Regions from separate parts of the Mus musculus genome. Here region 2 is linked to region 1. The links are chromatin contacts, called in public HiChIP or PLAC-seq maps. All regions are on one chromosome and are shown on one strand. Each heading gives the region's core, a stretch centred on a gene start, on an enhancer-like site or on the middle of the called end of the contact. The rest is flanking DNA. Distances are from core to core; before and after follow the strand shown.

Region 1 (7,717 bases), core at 2,220-4,719:
TTCCATTCTGCAGCTTATACAAGAGCATTTTGTGTATGTTTCACAATGAAACCCTATGCCCCACCCAAAGGATTGGGAGGTGGGCAGGGGGTGCAAGACTCAGCAGATGGCAACTGTTGACAATCTTGAAAATCTTAAATTTAATCCCAAATCACACATGTTAGAATCAAATCCTTTAAGTTATCTACTGACCTTCATATGAGCAGCATGTTCACAAGTTATTAAAAAAAATTGTAATAAAAATAAAATTTAAAGATGGCAGAGTGGCATGGCTATAATCCCAACATTTGATTGACAGAGGAAGGAGAATCAGGAGTTCAAGGCCAGCCTGGGATACATAGCACCCTGTCTTACTCAAAAATGAAAATAGGGCCAGAGAATGTAGCTATTACAACATATGCCAGACCCTGGGTTCATACCTAGTAGTGCAAAAGACTGATTAAAACTGAGAGGAAGAGGAAGGGAGAACAGAAAGGGTGGGGAAGGTCACTGTCTTCGCTGTGTCTTTTCCTTATGTTCAGATTCTAACAGGGTAAATGTGAAGAGGCTTCTCTCGCCATCAGAAGTAAATAAATGATGATCACACTACCTTTTCCTTGAGAGTGGGAGAGATTATGTAAATATTCCAGGATAACTTTCCTATGATTAGACCAGAGAGGGAAAAGGGTATTTTTGTATGTGTAATTAATGTCCCTATAGATAACTGAAATTACATAAAAGATTATCTGGGTGGGCCTGACATAATCAGGTTAACTTCTGAAAGAGATCTTAAAATCTACAGGAATTAGAGACAGAAGTCAGAGACACTGATTCCTATAGTAGCCATTTTGTAAACTGCTGCCTATTAAGACCATATGTCAAAAATAAATAAATATAATAATAATTACAGATTTTGGCCAAAAGCTAACAAAGACACATAAGTCTCCCATAGCACTGAGATTATTAAGATATATCTATCCATCTATAATCAAGCAAGGAAAACAGATTATAACTAGAAATTTTTAAGTTTTAGCTAAAAAAGGTTTTCAATGTGTAAAAGAACCATTGGCTTACCTCAACTTTAGAAATGAGGAAGGTAAGATTTAAATAGTTAAAAAGTAAAACCAAGACCTCAAACCTAGGAGATGTCTCAAAGTTCAGTTCAAGGTTCTCACTCGTCCCTGCAACACAGCTTGAGTTTTTAAAAGAACCTTTCAAAGCCAAGAGTGGCAGTAATCCCAGCATTTGAAAGTATGAAACAGAAGAATCGCTATAAATTCAAGGCCATCTTGAACTACATACCAAGATCCTTTCTGAAGAAAAAAACAAAACAAAACACAAAAGAGCCATTCAGTAATTGGCTGGCCTGGCACCCACCTATAATCTCAGATCTCCATAAGCTGAAGAAAAGAACTGCCACCTTAGACTGTGTACATAGTGATTTCAAGGCCAGCCTGGGCTACACAACGAGATCATGTTGGTTGTGGAGGGGACAAGCACACAGTGATTGTATTAATCTCTTCAGAAACGACAATACTAGACCTCTATTTGTTTTGTTTTAAAGGCAGTATCTCATAAAACGTCCATGCTAATTTCAACGTATGATTCCCCTTGCCTCTGCCTTCTCAGTAAACAGAATTACAAGCATAGAACAATATGCAGAACTCCAAAGCACAGTTATAAAATGCAAAGAAAAAAAAAAAAAAAACACCTGTGGGGTTTCTCTTAGAAGTTTATTCGGGTAAAAAAAAAAAGTGTTACATTCCCCATAATTAAAAACAATGAAATATCATTCCTTGTTCTTTCAGTATTTCTAATTGTTAGCCTCGATTTATATACATTATAAGACCATCACCCATCATACAAGAACTCCCACTGTTCTGTACATTTCCATAAGAGCTTCACCATCAGAATTTGCTATCTATATATGAAAAAAAAAAAAAACCCACTGGGAAACCTAAAGGTAAAGTTACAAATTCCATTAAGTTACACATCGTACAACTTTATGCGGATTTTGGTACTTTCACAAACACTACTTTTGCTAGATGTAAAATATAGCTGTCTCTAAGCACAACCAGAAGAGAATAAACATGCCCCTCATGTTAACACCAACTTCAACAGCAAATAACTCGCTACCACAAACTGCACTATTTGGGGTCTATAGGGCTCCAAAACCACCCCAGAGCTTAACACTCCCAGGACACGACTGTCTGCAATGTGGAAAGAATCAGTAACAATCCTAACGTAGACAGAAGCGGGTGACGTGACAATCCGAAAACCAGAAAATGTTGTGGTCCCTACTACACACAAACAGCACTCGGTTCGGACCCCTCCAAGTCCAGCTCCCAGCACTCGGGTTTCCCAGCTCTTCATCCCGCCCCCCACCTTCAGGGAAGAGGAAAAACAACTTTTATTGGCCTCATCTCCCGGGGGATTGGGAAACTAGCGGGGCAGTGCTCCGGCCTGGACACGTTTCACCCGGAGCTCGGACGGCGGATAGCGGGAAAGCCAGGACTGCGACGTCCCGTCGGCCCAGGTCCTCAGCCCTACCCCACCCCAGCAAAGCAGGGGCCTGGGACAGCAGTCTGGGCTGAGCGACCCCCAGGACCCTCGACAGAAGCGAGCTCCTTGTCATGTGACGCCGCCGCCGCCAAAGCACCGCAGAAACGCAGGGCGGCGGAAGGCGTTCGCGCCAGCCCGCCTAGGCTGGCCCGGGCGCGGGCGAGTCCCGAGAGCCCGGGCGGGGGGGCGGAGGGCGGGCTTGGCGGCGGGCCCGAGCGCGCCACAAAGGCTTCCGCGCTACCGCCGCGGAGCCCGGGCGGGCGGGGGCACCGTTTTCGCGGCCCGCGGGGAGGGGTGGAGGGAAGCGGAGCGCCCGCCGCGCCCACAGCGGGTCCCGGACGCTCGGCCGCCCGCCTGCAGCCGCCGCGCCGCGCCGCGCACAGGCCCGCGCGGCCTCCCTCCCCCGCGCGGGGCCCGCGCCGGCCCGCCCGCCCGCCCGCCGCTCGCCGCTCGCGCTCCCAAGCTCTCGCCCGGCCTCCATCTTGGATCGGCGCTTCCAGCCCCCGCGCCGCTGCCGCCGCCGCCGCCGCATTTCCCCCTTTCCCGCCCCCCGCCGCCGCCGCCGCCGCCCGCGCTCACCTCAGCTGCCCATCCGGGCGCTGTCGGCCGTCGACCTAGTTTCCCCCCAAAAGTCTCCGGTGTGTTATTCCCGAGGTGGGGGGGTGGTTACGGGGTGGTCGCCGGGGGTTCGGGAGCGGGGGCCGCGCCTTCAACGGAGCTGCAATCCTAACCCGCCATCTGGTGGCATTTTCCACACGCCAATGGCGCCGCTGCAGACTCGGGTCCCGACCGCCCTCTGCTGGCCGCGCTGCTCACTGCTCCGCTGACAGGACGGGCCTGCCCGGAAAGGGGAGGGAGCTGAGGCGCGAGCAGGGGCCCTCGGACGGGGCCGCGCGCCATCGCTCGCCTCCGGGGGGCGCGCACGCGCAGCAGCGGCGCGGGAAACGTGGCCTTTTGCGTGGCTGCACCGCCCCCCTCTGCGAGGCTCCTGCTCCGCTCGGCCAATGGCGAGCCGCGGAGACGTCTGGACGAGGGCGCTGTGGACAGCTCCTGGGCCGCCCCAGGCGAGCGGAAGGACGGACTCCGCGGCGCCTGCGCGACCCGCTCGCTGGGTTGCCGCCCGCCATTTTTAGAGCTTCTCCAAGAGCCTGGAAGAAGTCCGCCCCCGGCTCTTCCGCCGAGGCCCCTCCCCGGCGGGGGCCGCGCTCCGCTCCCGCCCTGAGGCTGCCAGCCGCCCACACCCGCCCGTTATCGGGGTGAGCCGTGCCAACGCGCCCCCGAGCCCTGCTCCCTCCCCGGTTAGCGGGAGTCTCCAAGCTAGAATTGAACGCGCGGTTTATTATTATTGATGAGGCGCTTTTTCAGAACGAGGTTGAAAAGGTTTCGAGCACTGGGACGAACCCCCTGCCTGCCGCGGAGCTAAAAGGAAACAGTGACCGCTCCAGGCCGATTGGCGTCGTCCTGCCTCTGTAAAGCAGGTTCTCGCCGAGGTGCAAGCTTTGCATAAGGCGGCAGCATTGGCTAGTTAGTGAGAAAGGAGAAGCTACACGGTGAAGATAGACTCTGCGAGCAATCAGATTCTCCCACAGCCTAGGACTGCTTTCTGTGGTTCTCAAATGGACGTGCGAATAATGGAGCCTAGCCGAAAGGGAAATAGCCAGGCGTAGATCTTGACCCCTTCCTTCCCTGCTGCTCTCTACCTAAGCTGTCCTTGACCAAGGCTCTCCTAACCTTCCGCCTGCTTATTAACTCCGCACTACAAAAGTGAATTCTTGGTCTTGTAGGTCATCAGCCTCATTGCTGACTCAATTTTTTTTTATTGGCAGAGGCAGCTGCATTTTCAATATCTCCTTAGAAACGTTAAACTTGTTTATAGTCTTGAGGGCTGGCTAGCTAGCTAGTACCTCAATTGTCTCTGGAATGTATCCCAAAGGTTGCAAAGTGCGTTCCACATCACTGGAGGAACTTTGGTATGAATTCGTGACAGTCCTTTCAGCAAAGTATCTCGTTTACTAGCCTCTGATTGACTTCCTATTGTGTTCTCTGCAGAGCCTGTTTTTAGCTTGCCTTGTTAAAAGACGGTGCGGGCTCCAAGCCATAGTCATATGTAATTTAATCTATCGAATGTGTGGGACTCTGATAAAGAGCTGATATTCTATCAACATGTTTGTAGTCGTGATCTCAAAAAAATCTCACCTAGTTTAACCATCCCCCATTCCCTTCTCTCCCCAGTCCAGCCCTGCCTGAATGCCATTGCCTTTTTTTTTTCTAGAATAGCTTCAGTATTTTATCTTCTAGGTGCTTTCTGTTTTGTTTTGTTTTTTGTTTTGTTTTTTTTTTTTAGTTTCCATTTATCTTTAAAAACAATCAAGGCTGTTAACTCCCTCAACTTGCTGTACTATCACAATGTTCCTTACCCAGGCACATGTCTGAAGAGAATCACTGTGGGTGCTCTAGCCACAGCCTTGGGAGGCTAAGGCAGAAGGATTTGGAGAGAGACAATGAGACTTATCCAAGGAGAATGAGGGGACCAGGGGCAGTCATGTCCTTCACCAGGCCCCACCCACCCTTGAAAACATTTTAAGCTGCCTTTGAATCTGTACCTACATTGTTCCCTAGTCTTCTGATTGAGTTGCTAGCTCTGGGTTTTGTTTTGTTTTGATTTTTGTGTTTTAGATCCTACAGTCCAACCCTGAGTTCTCTGCTCCTTTTCTGCGTTGTTGCTCTTTAAAAGTCCCCAAATTACTTGTCGGTTCCCAGTTGTTCCTGAAGGAAGATACCGTACTTCCAGCTACTTTTCAGGTAGCTCCATCCAGCTCAACACTTAAAAATAATTCCTCTCTTACCCTAATATCTTAATAACTCTGTAATTTTAGCAGGTTTGGGGACTGCACTGTGACCTGTGAACCTAGACGGTTCTGAACAGGAATGTAACTTCAGGCAAATCCCAGCGCCTGCTTCCTCGGCTGTAAGATGTAAACAGCAGCAGTTCTCTCATAGGGTGGCTGTATGTATATATTGAGCTGCACATACATCGATGCTATCTGTATTATTGCATTGTTGCTTTTATCTTACAATGTCTTCAGATTTTTTTTACCCTCGCTCTGGAGATTGAAACCAGGACCTCACAAAGCATGGATTCAGCAATTGAATTACACCCCAGCCCAGCATTTATTTTTGTTGTTGGGGATTATGCATTTTCCATGTTAAGGATCAATCCTGAGACTTCTGCTGGATCATCATTTGTGTATGTGTGTGTGTGTGTGTGTGTGTGTGTGTATACAACTTGAGTTCACAACAGTCTAAATTTTATTTTGTTGCCACACATAATTGAACTGGTATGTATACATAATTATTTTAATTCCCAAAAGAAACTCTGAGCCTGATCCTATTGTCATTCAAATCTCTGCTTTTGTTCTCCAAAGGCTACTGTTGCCCTGGCTCTTTCCTCCCCACCTCTTCCCATTGTCTTACACCAGAATAATTGTAATAGGCTTTTCTTTCTTCCCTCTCTCTTTCTCTCTCTCCCTCTTCTCCCTTTTCCTCTATGCCCTCTCCTTTTTGAGATAGGGTTTCCGTCTGTAGCCCATGCTCGTTTCAAACTTTAAAAATCCCCTGCCCTAGCCTCATGAGAGCAGAGATTACAGGTGTATAATGCCACATTTTGTGACCATCTCGTAGACAGTCCTGACCCTTCTCTTTTTTTACCTAAAGAAAAACTTTGTTGTTCCCATGGCTCATATACATCTATAAACACATAATGGCATTCACAGAGTAATGGCTGACCTTGGTTGTCAGCCTGACTGCATCTGGAATCAACTAAAATCCCCTGTAGCCAGGCATTTCTTCACTTCATGGCTCAGGTGGGAAACCCATCCTAAATTGGGGCCATGCCTTCTAGTAGAAGCCTTTGCTTTGTGACTGCTTGCCCTCACTCTCTATGGCAAGATCATCCTGTTGCTAAGGCATTCCTTCGCAGTTATTAGAATGTCCTTCTTTGGGATTCCAACATAGACTGGATGCCAGTGGCTCTCCAGAAACCCTCTGGGACTCCACCACCAGATTGGGACAGCTGAGACACCCTGTCTCCTGGACTGAACAACTTGGATTCTTGCCCTTTCGCTCAGGAGACAGCCACTGTTCAGCTGCCCAGCTTCAACCTATAAGCCAATCAACGTGTGTGTGTGTGCGCGCACGAGCATTTAAAATCCCACCAGTGAATGTAGTTATCAGTTAAGATAAAGATATTGTAGCCATAATTTCAGTTACCATTATTTAGGTGTAACAAATAAGTTTATGCTCATTTCTGTACTCCTTGATCCTCTTAATCAATATAAGTTCTAGACTTCTGGGATGATGAGACAGCTCAGTAGTCAGCATCATGACCTAAATTCACTCTGTGAGACCCAGAAGTTAGGACTGTTTTTTCCAGACAGGGTTTCTCTGTGTAGTCCTGGCTGTCCAGGAACTCACTCTGTAGACCAGGCTGGCCTCCAACTCAGAAATTCGCCTGCCTCTGCCTCCCAAATGCTGGGATTAAAGGCATGCGCCACCACGCCCATCGAGAACTGACTTTTTTATGTCCTTTGACCTCCACATACATGTTATGGTGTAAAAGGAAGCATGGACATGATAAATATTTTTTAAAATCTATCTATTTTAAAAGTAATAACCCAAAAAGGCTAAAAATGTGGCTCAGTAGTAGAGCACTTGCTTAGCATACATAAGGACTGGGATTCCTAAACAACATACACACATGCGAGCGATCGCACTCTCACGCACACGCACTCGCGGTAAGCCAGTGAGCAGCACTCTTCCCTGGCCTCTATATGCTTCAGCTGCTGCCTCTGGGTCCTACCTCGAGCTCCTGCCCTAACTTCCTGGATGAAGGACTACAAACTGTAAAATGTAACAAACCCTTTTTCCTCCCAAGTTGTCTGTAGTCAGTTCTTTAGTCACAAAACTAGAAATCTTAAGACACAAGTTATGCCTTATTTTTTTTCTAATTGTCTCTTTCAAAAATTGTTAAAAAAAAAAAAAATAACCTGATCAGGTCTAACTACCCATGTGAGAAAAGCATATTCATTAATCCTCTGACTAGCGCTGGAAGGACTAGAGGTTCCATAACATGTTCGACTCTGTTGCAGGCTTACATGTTTCTGAGAAACATCAGCTC
Region 2 (7,717 bases), core at 1,534-4,033, 470 kb before region 1:
AAGTTAGAATTCCAGCACCTGCACAGTCAAACAAGAGTTCCCAAAAATACCTGTAACCTGAGCTCTAAAGCAGGTTGCTGGCCTCCAGCCTAGCTGAGAAAACGGAGCCCCAGTTTCAGGAAAAGAGACTGTCTCAGAGAAAGTTGTAGAACATAACAGAAGAGAACACCAACACCCTTTCCTGGTTTCCACATGCATAGGCAATGGGGGCCCAGACAGCTACACATCCTAACTGAATAAGGTGCAGGTGTGGGGAGCATCAGGCTGAGTCAGCAGGCAAAGGTGCTTAGTAAAGGCTATAAGACCTGAGTGTGATTCCCCAAACCCAAATAACGGTGGAAGGAAAGGACCAACTTCACAAAAGTTGTCCTCTGACCTCCACACATTACCACAAACACACTTAGCAACCACGCATACACACACACTAGTTTTAAAACACCTTTGGTCAAGCAATAGAAATAGCTATTATGTATGCTTCAGCACACCTAAGCAACAGTGTCACTAGCGTTCAAAGCAGACTCTACTGCTTTAGAATGTCCCCTAAAGCAGTGACTTGTCCATTAGGTAGTTTATGGTCCAGACATAGTCACACACACCTGTAATCCTCAGACTTGGGCATTTGAGGGGGGAACACCATGCATCTGAGGTGAGCTTGGACTATATAAAGAAACCTTATCTTTAAAAATGGGGAGGGGCAGTATTTTGTTTTGATTTTTAGGAGCTGGGAGGATGGCGCAGCACTTGTTGCTCTTGCAGAGGACCCAGATTTGGTTGCCAGCACCTACATAGCCACTTGCAACCATCTAAACCTCCAGAGCCAGGGCACCTTGCACCCTCTACTGGCCTCTGTGCACACGCAGTAATATGCAGACAGAACACTCATTTAAAATAGAAACTATTTTAACTTTTCTACTGAGTGTTCTTAAAGCAGATCAACTTTCTGAGACAGGAAAGTGAGATGGTAGACATTAGTAACTTTTATTGCATGTGTGTGTATGTGCGAGGAGCATAGTCATACTATGCATGTCACTCTCTCCTTCAGGCCAGCCATGGCTACTTAGTAGGACCTTTCTTTTTTTTTTTTTTTTTTTTTTATGAATACAGTTTTTTTTAGATTTATTTATTTATTATATGTAAGTACACTGTAGCTGTCTTCAGACATACCAGAAAAGGGAGTCAGATCTCATTACAGATGGTTGTGAGCCACCATGTGGTTGCTGGGATTTGAACTCAGGACCTTTGGAAGAGCAGTTGGGTGCTCTTACCTGCTGAGCCATCTCACCAGCCCAGTAGGACCTTTCTTAAGAGAGAGATGAGACTAGGGATGTGGCTCGGTTGGTAGAGTACTCGTCTATCATGCACAAAGCTCCCTAAGTTCTAACCCCAGTATTATTGCAAAAGCTGTGTGGTAGTGCCTGCCTGGATTCCCAGTACTAAGAAGAGTGCAGAAGTGGGAGGATCTGCAGTGAGTTAAAATATAATCAAGCCACACTTCCACTTCTGGATTATAAAAGGTTCCCAAGTAAAGAACTAGTGACTATTCTGTGTTTGTACCCACCATGTTGGAGATTTCCCACAGCAAGCCCTGAGTCAAATAGTCTAGCCATTTGTTTCTGTAAATAATCAGAATTTCTGAAACTTGGCCCAAACCACAACTCCCCGTCAACACCTGAAACTACATATAGACCTTTGTCACACCATGTATGTGCCAAGAGCAGCTCTGTAAACTCTTAGTGTTTCCATCCCAGGATTTGCAGAACCAGCATAATATTTTTCCCTTAAAAAAAAAAAAAAAACTTGATTATTTGAGTGAAAACTTCAGGAAAGCTAGGTTCCAAAAGTAGGAATACTGCTGACAGAACTTTGCACATTGTCTGCCTTTATACTTTTGTGCTAACAGCATTCCTAAGAAAGCTGCTGTTTTATGCTTGTGAACTGAACTGTGGGCTGCTTCATCCTGAGTCCCTGCTCACTCAATGTTAACAGATAACACCTCTAAAGCAATTGGCTTTATCAAGACAGGGTCTCACTATGTAGTCCTGGCTGGCCTAGACTCAGGAGACCCACCTGCTTCTGCTCGTATGTACTGGATGGGGGATGGGGAAAGAAAGAAAGAAAAGGAAGGAAGGAAGGAAGGAAGGAAGGAAGGAAGGAAGGAAGGAAGGAAGGAGAGAATGCACACCTACAGGTACTTATGGGGGCCAAAGAAGCTGTCAAATCTTCTGCAGGTGTTGTTACAGGTAGCCATAAGCCACCAAAAATGGGTGCTGAGAACGAAACTCGAATTCTCTGCAAGAGCAGTAAGCACTAATATCCATTGAGCTATACCTCTGTAGCCTAGAATGAAGAATATTTTATCTCAGATAAACAAATGGAACCCTCCGCCGGGCAGTGGTGGCACATGCCTTTAATCCCAGCACTTGGGAGGCAGAGGATTTCTGAGTTCAAAGCCAGCCTGGTCTACAGAGTGAGTTCCAGGACAGCCAGGGCTACACAGAGAAACCGTGTCTCAAAAAAACAAAACAAAAAAACAAATGGAACACATTTTGCCAGAAGGACAGGTATTTTGGGTAACTAGAAAACAGTGGCACTAAACCCCAAAACTGTAACTAATCCCAAACATGACTAGGTATAGCAGCAGCAAGGGGTCCATGGCAGAAGGGAAACCAAGAAATCCAGTCCCTAAAAAACTTCAGCATTCAAGCAAGAAAGCAGGAAGCAGCAGCTGTGTCCATAGGGTACAATGTGTTGAGCAACTGGCTGGATTCCAAGATGGGAGGAAGAAAGGTCACTATTGGGATTCTGCCTCACTACTGCAGGAGCGTGAGTTCAGGCTGAGGAATGCTGTCATCCTAGGAAAGGCATCTAGTCGGCAGCCAGACGTGTAAGGGCTCTCAGTGTAGCCAGAGGCTGAGGTTGGACAGAGAGGGTTAGAAGCACACAGAAATGGTGTGGAAACACAAAAAAGATCAAGGTTACCCAAGAGTACAAATGAGTTTAGTCCACAGCCTACTTCACAATGCTGGGATCAGGCTCCAACAACCCCACTAGTTCTAAGATGGATGACCATAAGGTGGCCTCTGGCAAAGTGTGTAAGTTTAGTTCTATCCTTAGACTGTTCTAACTACATGCCCACCAGATCCTCCCAGTTGTAAGTCAAATGTATCCCCAGATATTGCCTTACTAGGTTTCCACAACACTAACCAAAATGACAGTTACTGAATCAACCCTTTTGGTTTGGCCTTTTGTTTTGTAGCCCTGTGTGGCTGGCCTGGAACTCAAAAGTATATACCAAGATATGCCCCTGTCTCCAGAGTGCTGGAATGGTGTGGTACCTAGCTGGTGTTAGGGAAATGGTGTTAGGGAAAGGGGGTTGTTTTTATTCACAAATAATCTTGCCCTCAATAGGGTTATGTGTCACAATCATGCTCAGATAAGCCCTAGTACTTCTCTATAAAACATGAGCTACATTTAGTAGTTTCTGATGTATTAGACCCTGATCACCTCCAGCTGGTGGTACTCATGAGGTAAAGATATTAATGTAGGGCCAGGTATCATGTCCCAAGTCACATACTGACCAGACCCAGATTAGAATCTGACCTTAAGAGTCTTGGCTCCAGAACCCACATTTTACCCCTTTAGCCACCATTCCAGGTTGTCTCTCTCTCCCAGGCCACCAGAGCTAGAAGAGGCTGGTTCCATTTCATTCCAGCATTCCTGTAACATTGTATCCCAGCATTTGGTTCAAGCTCAGCAAAATTTGAGTTCAGATATTTACTGAATTAGTATCACTTCTGACTTAACTCTGAAATAGGCCTTTTTCTCAGACTTGCACTGAGGTATTAAGACACTAACAGCTTGCACATAACAAGGTAGAGACCAAGGAAAGAAAAAATGTCCCCCATTTTGACAGGAATAAGCAGTCCTGATTTGTCATTGTTAGAATTAACTTTGATCACACTCCACACCTTGTAAAGCAAGCTTACCAGCATAGCTCACTGCAATGACATATCCGCCACACCTCAAGGATGAAGTAATGGAATAGAAACAAATTAAGAACATAGCTGGGGTATCTGCAGTGAACAGGCAAGCATCACCATGAGCTAGAATCACGGAAGTTTTTCTAAACATTAGGTAGATAATTTTTTAAAAAATGTTTCTCTACTCAAATTATGTTTGGGGGAGGGGCTGTGAAGTAATGGCTCAGTGGTGTGCACATTTTGCCCTTACAAAGAACCCAAGTTTAGTTCCCAGCACCCACATGGCAGCTCACAATCATTTGTAATCCAATTCCAAGGGATCCAATGCCCTCTTCTGATGCCTTTCTGGGCATCACACACATGGTACACATGCATACATGCAGGCCATACACTCATACAAATAAAATTTACAAAAAAAAAAAAAGTTTAGGGTTAGAGTATGTGGCTCCAGAATAAAGCACTTCTCTAGCATACCAAAGCTCCTAAGCTACACCAGTGATGTCAAGCACTGTTAACACAGAACCTAATTCAGCCAATGACCTTATGTATTTTTCTAGGCTCAAATTAGTATCAGAATATTTAACTTGAATACCTCAGGGCAGGCAACCATCATTCACAAGAAATAAATATTGAACCTGGGAGACATGGCATTTCAAGGCTATCTATCAGTAGGCTTCGAAGGGAATTAGAACAGAGGAGAATCCACAAGTGGACTTGGTGTCTGCAACAGGCACACTGCACATCTAAATATGTCACTAGGGGGCAAGGAGAGAGGCTGTAATGCAAAATGAGTGAATGATAAAATGCTCCCGTGTAGAAATACCGTATATACATTCGAAAAGCTACTAACTGCTTTTCAACAGATCCTAGCATGGACTTGAGCTTCATAGGGAGCAGGGAGGAGTTTTCTGCTCCCTATGAGAGCAGCTCAATTATATTCATGTTGGGTAAGGGAGGATTTTCAGGCTACTCATAAATCTCTGCATTGCTATATTGATGTGTACCCAAATGTTTACAAACTAATTTTTTTAATCAACTAATTTTGCTTTATCTTTCCAGCTCATTTGAAGACTATGAATCAGATGAACCTGTATCTCCCTCTGAACTTGGAAACAAGGGCAATAAAATAGTAACTTCAAGCCTTTCAGAGAAATGTGGAAAGCTTCAGTCAGTGGATGAAGAGTAGTTACCATTATCTACACCAGAAGGATGCTGTGTAGAGATGCTCTAGTTTGTACACTGCTTTGTAAAGGGTTTGATTCCTCCATGTGCACTAGAAACTAAGATGCTCTAAGTAGTTCAGCACAGGAGACCCCTCCAGTTTGTGGAAAATGTGCAGAGCTCGTCCTTGGAAGTAGCATACTGTCACCAGTCACCTTCCAAACAAAGTCTGCAGTCAGCGCTGCCCCCCTCAGTGCATGGAGGCTCTCTTGGAACCAAGGTCACACGTGACACACAGTTCTCTGCACAGTAGCAGAAGCTGCCTTGCTTGGTACTGCCAGCTTCCCTGGGGTACTGCAGGCTCCTACAGAACCTGGAAGAAAACCTCACTTGAGTCAAAAATTCTGGAACTTGAAAAAGGGCCTCTAGAACTGGCTTTGTCCCAGTAACAAAAGCACTGCCAAAACATCTCAGAAACTACTTCTATGTACTGGAGTTCAGGGACCTTGAACTTACCTGGTTTAATGTAATTTCACCATGACCTGCCAAACTGCTAAGTCACTTTACATTCTCAGGTATTATAACCACTGGGCCCTTCCAGCTCTGCTGGCAAGCTCTGGCAGCCTCTGCATCTGACTGTGGACCTTGTACAAAAATCTCATGAAAACATTTCTGAAAATGAAGACAATTACAGAATTTGGCACTTATTAACATTTGCAGATAATTATTGGATAATGTACTAATCTACAAATCAATGACCTATCTTCATTTCTAGCAGAAGGCTTACTTGAAGACTTAGGAATGGGACATCCCATGGAAACCTCTCACTATACACACTCCGTCCCCTCTCTTGAATACTAGACTAAGTCAAAAGTAAAAGGCACAAACTACACAGTGTTCCTTACTTCCTGTGGAAAACACCTACCACATCAGGTATTTCATCCACCTTATTATTATCAACCTTGGAAGAAAAACGATTATTCTCACCCACAGTAGAAAAGCCTTTTACTATAGTGGTAAATTCAGAATTCTATACTTTTCAATGGCCACGCAGCCAACCCCTACAATATGCTTGTTGTTACCCTTCATGCTGAAAAAAGAGAAGGAAAAAAAAAACTAAAAAGAATGGACATGTCTAAAATCAGAGTGACTCTTTTTCCCAACTTTAAAGGGTCAGAGTAGCCACCCTTCCTCTCCATCCTAGTTTTCTTCCTAATTGAAAGGCCACGCAGTGAAATAATCAAACCTTGGGAGATAGAATAAGAAATGTAATATCAACTAATACTAGAAATTAGCAAGCCCTGCAACCCCACCCGTCCCAAGATTCTCCAGTTCCCTAAGACTCAACTAATCTTCCTTATACCCATCATAGAAACTGGGAACTATTACAACTAGGAGTTAACCCCGATAATTAAAACCTAACAGTGACTAAACTGAGGGAAAAAATTTACAAAAGATCTCACACATTTGGTGGCACATGCCTAAAATCTCCGGATTTAGGTAGTTAAGGCAGGAGACGAGAGAATGCACATCTATATTACCCCAGATACACTGCTTGCTGTAATGCCGGGGCTCAGCAGCCTGGGGTGAGGAGGGCTCATAGTTTGAGGTCAGCATGGACTACACAGTGAAACCTTGTCTTAAAAAGAATTATATGATGTTGCTGCCAATCCCATCCAAGTTTAGTAGGAAGAGGGAATGATTTAATTTCAAACGAAAATGCAAAAGGGTAATAGTTATTAAAGGGGTGGGGGTAGAGGTATAAAGAATTTTATTAGCTGGGTATCTAAAGTATTTTGAGACTTACCCAGAAGCACAGAACTCAGCTCTATAATATCCTTTAAACAACAGGAGCACAGGGCTGAGCCGGTTAAACCTCACCAACTGCACTGAAATGTATGCAACTCGTACTTTGTGGTGCTGGGAATCAAAACCTGGACGATCCACAGGCCAAGAAAGCGCTGCACCACCGCTGCACCTCAGCCCTTTTTCATTATTCTGTTACCTTGTTCCTCCACCCTTACTCGACTCTGCTTTTTACCTTGATCAAAACCCATCAACACCATCCAGTTGGAGGACTATTTAATTTGGGTTACCTGAATTATACTTTCTTTATAAACAAGTGTTTCACCCTATTCCTTTCTTAGAAATGAATGCAAGGAGTGCAACTTCTAAGGAACTAGGTTAGTATGTATTTGATGTTCTGGTAAAGATGAAGCTAAGTATACTCCTTACTAACAAACTGGAAATGTCAAGTTGTGACGATACCCCCAGGGACCTTGGAAAAGATGAACTATAATCTAAAGCAGCGGTTCTCAACACTCCTAATGCTGTGACCCTTTAATACAGTTCCTCACGTTATGGTGACCCCCAACCATAAAATTATTTGCTACTTCATAAATGTAATTTTACTATTATTAATCATGATGTAAATAGCCGATATGTGTTACGCAACCCCTGTGAAAGGGGTTTCGACCCCCAGGTTGAGAACCACTAATCTAAATATTATTTAATGAAAGGAGGGTTTCATAGCATAATTGTCAAGGTAATCAAACTAATAAAATTCTGTATATTTC

The links. HiChIP or PLAC-seq counts read pairs in DNA pulled down with a chosen protein or histone mark.
Region 2: a contact with region 1 is called in an H3K27ac HiChIP or PLAC-seq map of heart atrium, with 5 times the contacts expected there. The contact joins the enhancer-like site here to the promoter of Stag1 in region 1. A contact is called at or near these places in 1 of 39 promoter capture datasets (erythroid cells), 2 of 484 Hi-C or Micro-C datasets (nephron progenitors and uterus) and 15 of 115 datasets of contacts at active chromatin or transcription factors (the 230-238 cell line, cardiomyocytes, craniofacial prominence and 11 more).

The regions. Positions count from the first base shown.
Region 1 is chr9:100,639,200-100,646,916 of GRCm38.p6, reverse strand. Stag1 (stromal antigen 1) reads right to left here and starts at 3,469. Exons shown (of 34, transcript NM_009282.4): 1 at 3,121-3,469.
Region 2 is chr9:101,105,292-101,113,008 of GRCm38.p6, reverse strand. Ppp2r3a (protein phosphatase 2, regulatory subunit B'', alpha) reads left to right here. Exons shown (of 14, transcript NM_001161362.3): 14 at 5,040-7,717. The coding sequence ends at 5,166. Among named protein-coding and RNA genes, the nearest start is that of Msl2, 34 kb to the right of the region's middle. Within about 2 kb of position 2,783, at least 38 of the 459 cell types and tissues checked have an H3K27ac peak or open chromatin away from gene starts, as enhancers often do. A contact at or near this core is called in heart atrium, where this site is marked.